2 separate regions of the Mus musculus genome follow, and region 2 is linked to region 1. The links are chromatin contacts, called in public Hi-C maps. All regions are on one chromosome and are shown on one strand. Each heading gives the region's core, a stretch centred on a gene start, on an enhancer-like site or on the middle of the called end of the contact. The rest is flanking DNA. Distances are from core to core; before and after follow the strand shown. Region 1 overlaps Ccdc3 (coiled-coil domain containing 3). Region 2 overlaps Cdc123 (cell division cycle 123).

What was found. A called contact is a pair of places that touch in the nucleus more often than the background predicts.
Region 2: a Hi-C map of embryonic stem cells shows a contact between it and region 1, with 1.8 times the contacts expected there. The contact joins two enhancer-like sites. A contact is called at or near these places in 1 of 484 Hi-C or Micro-C datasets (embryonic stem cells) and 4 of 115 datasets of contacts at active chromatin or transcription factors (acute myeloid leukemia, embryonic stem cells and large pre-B cells).

The regions. Positions count from the first base shown.
Region 1 is chr2:5,160,483-5,164,211 of GRCm38.p6, forward strand. All of the region lies in intron 2 of Ccdc3 (coiled-coil domain containing 3), which reads left to right. Among named protein-coding and RNA genes, the nearest start is that of Ccdc3, 25 kb to the left of the region's middle. Within about 2 kb of position 2,434, at least 16 of the 459 cell types and tissues checked have an H3K27ac peak or open chromatin away from gene starts, as enhancers often do. A contact at or near this core is called in embryonic stem cells, where this site is marked.
Region 2 is chr2:5,799,005-5,802,771 of GRCm38.p6, forward strand. The region is part of intron 10 of Cdc123 (cell division cycle 123); the gene reads right to left. Among named protein-coding and RNA genes, the nearest start is that of Gm29984, 25 kb to the right of the region's middle. Within about 2 kb of position 2,472, at least 104 of the 459 cell types and tissues checked have an H3K27ac peak or open chromatin away from gene starts, as enhancers often do. A contact at or near this core is called in embryonic stem cells, where this site is marked.

The sequences.
Region 1 (3,729 bases), core at 1,184-3,683:
AGGTCACTTCTAAAGCCTCGAGACAATCTCTGTAGCAAATGGATTTCTCTCTTGCCTGGGGGGTGGGGGCATCACTTTCTGGAGGGACCTGCTGATGACGGAGGCTTTTAGAAGCTCTGGTTGCCAACACTGCAATCTAAGTGCCTATTCTAAGGGTGGGGGTTTGCCCTCCTCCTTTAAGATCTATACGGACGGCTGGTTTGATGGACCTGACGGACTGAGATGGAAGAGAGTTGTCTTCTGACCACCGCATACATGTTGTGGTGTGTGCATCCCCCCACTGTGCACATGTTTGCATGCACACGCACACACACACACACCAAATAACAATAATAAGGAGCTTTATGTATCCAGTATCAGTGAGCATCAGGGACATCGAGGCAGCACTGAGGAATGACAGTCCCGAAATTACTGAAGGTGGATGGCATCTCAGAATCTGGACTGGGACAGACCTAGGGTAGCATCTTAGCTCTGTTTCTTATGAACTCTGCAAGCGCGTTTATGTCCTTCAGTGTCACCGAGCCTTAGCTTTGGCTATGGGCTACAAGAATGGTCCCCTTTCTGAGTTTTGAGATCTAGGTGAGATGTCCATGCAGCGTTCAGCACAGACATTGAGACACAGACGAGGAAGTGTCCCACGGGAGAAAGGGGGGGTCTCAGGTTTAGTGAGTCCCAAAGGGCCTGCCTTGTGACCCATGGGCATTTACCTGCCATTGCAGCGTGGGGTAGAGCTCATGGTGGCAGAGTCTGGACTTCTAAGTGGATGCCTCTTCAGAGCCCGAACCCCTGATGGTGGGAGGCATGGGGTGGGGCACTCAGAAGCCTGCCATGCTGTGCAGCGCCCTCTGCTGACGTGTGAGAGTCTTTGTCCAGGCCAGAGCATGAGGTGATGGCTGCTGTGGAGAGCGTTGGTATAGAGACAGTGTGGGCTAGTGGGTGACTCAGAGCCCTCACCCCATTTAATCATTTTATGATTGAGAGGAGGCAGTGGTTTGTAAAGACTAGGTTTGCGGGCTGGGGGTGGTCCTTACTTGGCAGAATGCTTGCCTAACATGACTGACGCTCTGGGTTTGATTCCCAGAACTGCATAAACTGATGGCCACGTGGGAGGTCCAGAAGTTCAAGGTCATCCTAGGCTATGTAGCAATTGGAGGCCAGCCTGGGCTATGTGAGGCATTGTCTTGGGGGAAGGAAAAAAAAGGAAAAATTAGATTTGGCACCAGGGAGTTGGTTTAGTCAGGAGCTTAGGAAAGTACTGACTGTGGAAGGAGGGGGAGACAGGAGGATCCCTGAACTTCACTGGCCAGCCAAATTAGACAAACCAGTGAGTTTCAGGTTGAGAGAGAGAGAGAGAGAGAGAGAGAGAGAGAGAGAGAGAGAGAGAGAGAGAGAGAGAGACTCTCTCTAATAAAGCAAAACTGAAGAACAACTAGGGATTAGATCAGACATTGATCCCTACTGTCTGCACACACCTGTGTACACTTGTAAGCACACCTATACACACACACATATACCAAACTAGAAAAAAATAGATTTTGTTTCTTATAGCACAGCAAGTGGGATAGAGATGCAGGAAACTCCCACATACCTGCTGCCTTCACATATGTGCAGCCTCCCTGACTGTCAACACCCCCAGCAGGGTGGGACATGGCTTTAAGGATCTGTCAGCCTACAGTTATAGATACTGTTATCACACGGGCCCCATGGCTTTCATTAGGGTCCATGTTTGGTGTTACATTTGTGTGTGGGCAAATACAGAATAGCTTGTATCTGCCATTAGTGTGTCTTTCAGAACAGTCCGTCTACTCCAAGCATCTTCTGTCTTCCACTGGTTCAGGATTCATCCCCTCTTCTCTGGTCTTCTTTTCAGCAAGGGTTGAATTATTTGTATACAGACAGCACTATGTACGGCCCATGTGTCTGTTTTTATCTGTTTGTGTGGTGATGCTATGGATGAAAGCAGCCCAGGGACCAGATGAAGAGAGCACACCCCACAAGATGTTGGCCCTTGTGACTGTGGAGTTTTGGTTTGATAAGTCTCCTCTTAGGGCAGAGTGTGTCTTAGAATTCTGGACCATCCCATTCCCCATATCAGCACCTCCTTTGCTAGCCCACTCCCTCCTCTGACTCCAGTGCTCTTTGTAAAAGATTTTATTATATTTAGTGTGTGTGTGTGTGTGTGTGTGTGTGTGTGTGTGTGTGTGTGTACATGCATGTGCACATGTGCAAGCCACAGCATGTATCTGGAAATTAGGACAATTTGTATGACTCAGTTTTTTTCTCCCACCGTGTGGGTTCTGAATCAAAGTCAGGTCCTTTACCTGCAGAGCCATCTTGCCAGGCCTGACCCCTGTGGCTTGTTTCCCATGTGCTCAGTAAATGCTCTGTGAATGTGTGAGTGAATACTGAATCCTGCCGAGCTGTTCTTATGGTTATCTGCCCACAGGCAGGCTTTGCCTGTGTCTGCTGCTACCCCCACCCACTCCCTGTCCGGCTGCTCCAAGGCCAGCACTGCAGAAGCCAGATTCCCTGAGGCTCGGAGGTCGCTTCCTGGCTTTATCTGGGCTGTTGTTCTGTGCTCCAGCTGCTAGCAGGACAAACTGACATTGTCCATGTAGCTGGTTCTGATACAAGGACTCACAGAAGTCAGAGGCAAAACACACAAATGTAACTAACTATGCTGGGGTTAGCCATTCCTGTTCTGAAGAGAGTGTGATGCACGGTGGAAGACACCTTTGGGGCCTGAGCTGTGACCTGGTTCTTAGCCTGGCTAGCTCCAACCCATTGAAGCTAGACCTCACTCCTATAGATTGGGAGTGGGCTAACTTGTTCTTGGTAACGTAGCTGAGAGGGATGGTAAAGCGGGATGCATTGAGCCCTTCTGGTAAGAACGACTAGTTAACTGCATACCGTATATGTTCCTGTGGCAAGCTTCTGTGGTAATATGTGAGAAGCGCTGGTAAGATGAGAAAAACGGCTGGCGGGACTTTGTCCACTTGATTTCTGGCTAGCAGACACTAGGCTAGTGAGAGTCAGTTCTGCAAGCTTTGCCCATCTGTGGGAGGGGGAGTTTGCAAGTTCTGAGACCGTAGGAAGATTGTCTTCTTGTTGATCCATTTTCCTCTCCTCTAGTTGGAAAATCAGCGGGCTGGACTGGGCTGGTGGATTTCTTTCCACTTTTGAAAATCCCCTTTCCTAGACTTCTGAATCGCATAAGGCTAATTTAATGTCTGCCAGGTAGAGGTAGGGCTGCCTAGCACTCCAGAATATACCTGCCCAGGCAGAGTCTGGGCTGGTGAGGGCAGGGGGGTGGGAACCTGGAGATGAAACTTGGGTTTGTTTTCATGGGAGACTAGGGTGTGGGCCTCCCCTTTCTTTTGGGGAGGGTGATGCATGGGGTGCCATGCATGGTAAGGGCACCTTCCTTAACTCTTCTGAGATGGAAAGAGGTTGAGAAAACCCCGGAGGGGAGGGTGTTTACTGGAAAGACTGGCCTTCGCTTGGATCAGGGGCTTGAGGAGAAGGGATGATCTAAGCCCATAACCCTAATTTAAACTTAGGAAAGGGACTGCCTAGAGGGACACACACACACACACACACACACACACACACACACACACACAGAGAGAGAGAGAGAGAGAGAGAGAGAGAGAGAGAGAGAGGGAGAGGGAGAGGGAGAGAGGGAGAGGGAGAGGGAGAGGGAGAGGGAGAGGGAGAGGGAGAGGGAGA
Region 2 (3,767 bases), core at 1,222-3,721, 640 kb after region 1:
CTCATGCTCCATCCCCGCCCCCAACCCGTGTGCGCACACATTTGGACATGCCAAAGGAGAATGCTGAGAGACAGCATTTTGTCTAAGTTAAAACACAATTTTAGAGGAGATGCCTTAATAGGGCTTGCTTTAGAAATATCCAACCAATGGCATGGAGCCTTTTCAAGTTTTCACCATGTGTCACATGAGTAAGGTTTCTATTTTGTATAACCCCCAAGAGAAATCCTATCAGTTTCTTTTGCCACTTGAGCCATTTGCACACATCAGTCTGGTACCCACTTCTATATTCTTAGACTATGTGAAGTAATACTAAATAATACTAGCCATTGGTCAAAAAGCCAGATAAAGAGCTGGCATAAAGCCCTCCCTTTTGACCAAAGGGAGTAGGATGTCTAGAAAAAGACAAAATTGGATCCACACTGCAACAAGTATGTGAACAAACACCAACGAGATCAAAAAGAAATCACACAGCAAGAGATCAAAATAACCCAGCAGCAATCTGTATATAAGACAGCTAAACATGAAAGCATTAGAAACAATGAATAATTCTCAAAACAAACCCAAGCCTGCAGCACTACTAATATCAGATAAAATATATAATGAAAAACATACAAAAGCCCAATTAGTATTAGGAATAGAAAAGGTCCCTACTTAATGATAAGGTTTTGATTGAAATGATCTGCTATGGTTAATCTCCATCGTCAACTTGATTGGAGACTGGTGAGACACACTTCAGAGTATACCGCTGAGGCGTGTCCACAGAGGACAGCTACCAAAGGCAGCTCCTGAGGGGCAGACCCACAAACTCCAAATAGGGCCCTCAAGGGGAAAAAGCAAACAAAAGCCCATCAGCGCAGCTCTGTTCCCCGGCCCCCTCTCTGATGTCTCACACCCCAAAGGCTCACAGTGATGGGGCCTAGTGGCCACCGCCAGAAACCTCTGAAACAGTGAGCCAAAACCCAAATTTCCTCCTTTTATTTATATCATGTTTCATCAAAATAGAATTAGTGTTATCTAAAAACACAACTTCAAAATATATTACTAAAAAACCAACACAATTAGAAACCAAAAGATTTTAACATGCACGGTTGCTCAATAACTAAAAAATCAAGTGGCCAAAGGAAAAAAAATTGGGAAAGATTTTTTCCCCATGTGATAAAGTCTCCATATAAAAAATAAAGAAATAGCACAAAGAACCCCTGCCAGTATTGCTCATCTGTAATTCTATCCCTTCCCCGAAAATGTGTTTGATCTGAAAAGGATGCGCGTTTGCTTCCAAAGCTACATATTTCAGCAACAAGCCTGGTCTAGATCCATGAGTCTGCAGAACACAGCACACGCTGGACTTCCTTTGTTTGGCATGATCAAGTTACAAAGCCAAACTTACAATAGCAAGACTCAAAATTAAACAACATTCTGTCCAGAAAGCAATAAAACAAGTTATCAGCAACACAAGTCACAGGGAAAAGACTAGAAAGGAACAACATTGATTTTCTAAGACTCTAAAATAAGAGGCAGATGGATCTTTGTGAGTTCCAGGCCAACTTGCTCTACATAGTGAGTTCTGAGCTAGCTAGAGCTATGCAGTGAAACCCCCCCACCTTCTGCCTCTGTGTGTCTCTCTCTTATATACACACACACAATGTAAATAAGGATTTTAAATTCTAGCCGTACATCATCATCCCTGAGGGGGCTTCTGAAACCTTACCCAGTGTCCATCCTAGACTCACAGAATGGGTGGGCTACTGACCTGATGTGCATAGAACAGTTAAGACTCTACAGCCCTGAATCAAGTTGCCCAACAACAATAAACATAGACACGCCAAAGTGTCACTAGGTACAAACACTTCAGTTATATGTCACGAGCCAAACTACTTACAGACACGAGTGAGCTTTCTACAAGAATAGCCACAAAATAATATATTCAAGAAAGTGTCTAACAAACTCTGATACACGTACCATTGAGTAAATGCAAATGGGTTTTACAATATGGTCTAAATCTCGGAACGGAAACTGTCAGGATGTTTAGACTGGCATGCTTCTCGCTTTTAAAAATGAACTCTTTTTCAGATCTGCAGGATCTCAGCTACCATTACTTATATACTCGTCCAACTTCACTTTAATTCCTCAACTCTTTTACAGGCTAAACAGCTGCGTCTACCTGTCAGCCCCACTGAGTTAGTGATCAGGACATTTGCCAGGGACAGGAGGCAGCTTGGCAGGTTCCAACATTTTCAACTGCCGATATGAAATAACTAGTTTAGTATCTATACACTGCAGGCAGATAACACTTACCCCACAGCATATACAGACTGAGATACAGAACTAAATGATAATAAAAGCCTTCCGGGAAGGGAGCGTGTTCTAGACAAAAGGCTGGTTTTACCCTGTTCTAACTGCCTAGATGCTGCCTGCCACAGGCCACACCTCGCGAACACAAGTCTGCCACTTCCACATCAAGATAACTTCCTCCAACGTTCAAGGCTATCTTGTTTGATGCTTCCTGTGGGCAGTACAGCAGCTAGCACAGCACAGACACACACAGCAGGCTGCCAACGTCTTTACCAGGAAGCAGAGAAGCGACTCCTGCCTGCGGGATCAGATGTCTGTCTATGAACTCACCCTGCTTCCCAGGCCTCGGAGGTTTCTTTCCGTCCAGCTGGAACTTTCCCAAGCATCCTTCCTTGTCTCGACCTCTGCTCCCCTGTCCTTTCAGATGTGTTTGTGATTGTGTGCATGTGTGCTGTGTTCACATGTGTCTTCAGAGAACCTGCCTCTCACCAGCCAGAAGTACCAAGGCGACAAGCACTGGCAAGGATCTGGGGACCAGGAGTCCTCACGGACTGTGGGGAGGAAGGTAAGCTAGTCTAGCTGAGGAAGAGCATGCAAGTGCCCTACAAAGTTAAAGAGGCTCCTAGGGAGGCTCGGCCTTTGAAGGCACTTGCTGACAAACCTGAGGTCCTGGGCTTGATCCCAGGAACCCACATGGTGGAAAGACAGAAGCACACTCAAGTCCATGTTCTCACACGATCAATGTAAATAAATAAAGAGATTAAAAACAGACACACCATATGACCCAGCATCCCAGTTCTTGGGCATACATCCAAAGACGTGAATACCTGAAAGAACAGTTGTCCCCCAATCTCAATTTCCACACTACCCACAACAACCTGGAAGTGCAGACAAATAGATAAAGAAAATGTGGTCCAAACACACAACAGAACTGTTGAGCAATAAGAAACATAGCTGCCTAGTACTCTGGGGCAATGCGGATGAACTGGGAGGCGTAATGTAAGTGAACTAATCCAGGAAAAAGGGCAAATACCACAGGATCTCATTCATATGTGAACTCAACCAGGGATCTTCCACGGGTCAAGGGTAGAAAGACGGCTACCAGAGGCTGGTGTGGGGAGCGACGTGGCAGAAGATGATCAATAGTTAATAAAGAAGAATAAGAAGTTCTGTATGCTACTGCACAGAGGGGAGACCATTGGGGCCTCCAACATTTAACTACTGGGATAGGATACTGTCACCTCCAACGTCTCTAGTGACACTTATACCTATCCTGGAGGCTGGGGTGCCTGCCAGACAATGAGGATGTGCTGTCAGTTCAGTAAACTCAGGCCAGAAACGGGAGAATTTTGAATGTTCTTACCATAAAGGGATGACAAACATTTGAGTAGGAACTCCTTTGGTTTCCCATATGAATGAAATCATGTAGTACTTGCCCTTTGCCTGGATTAGTTCACTTATGTAAGGAATCCAGA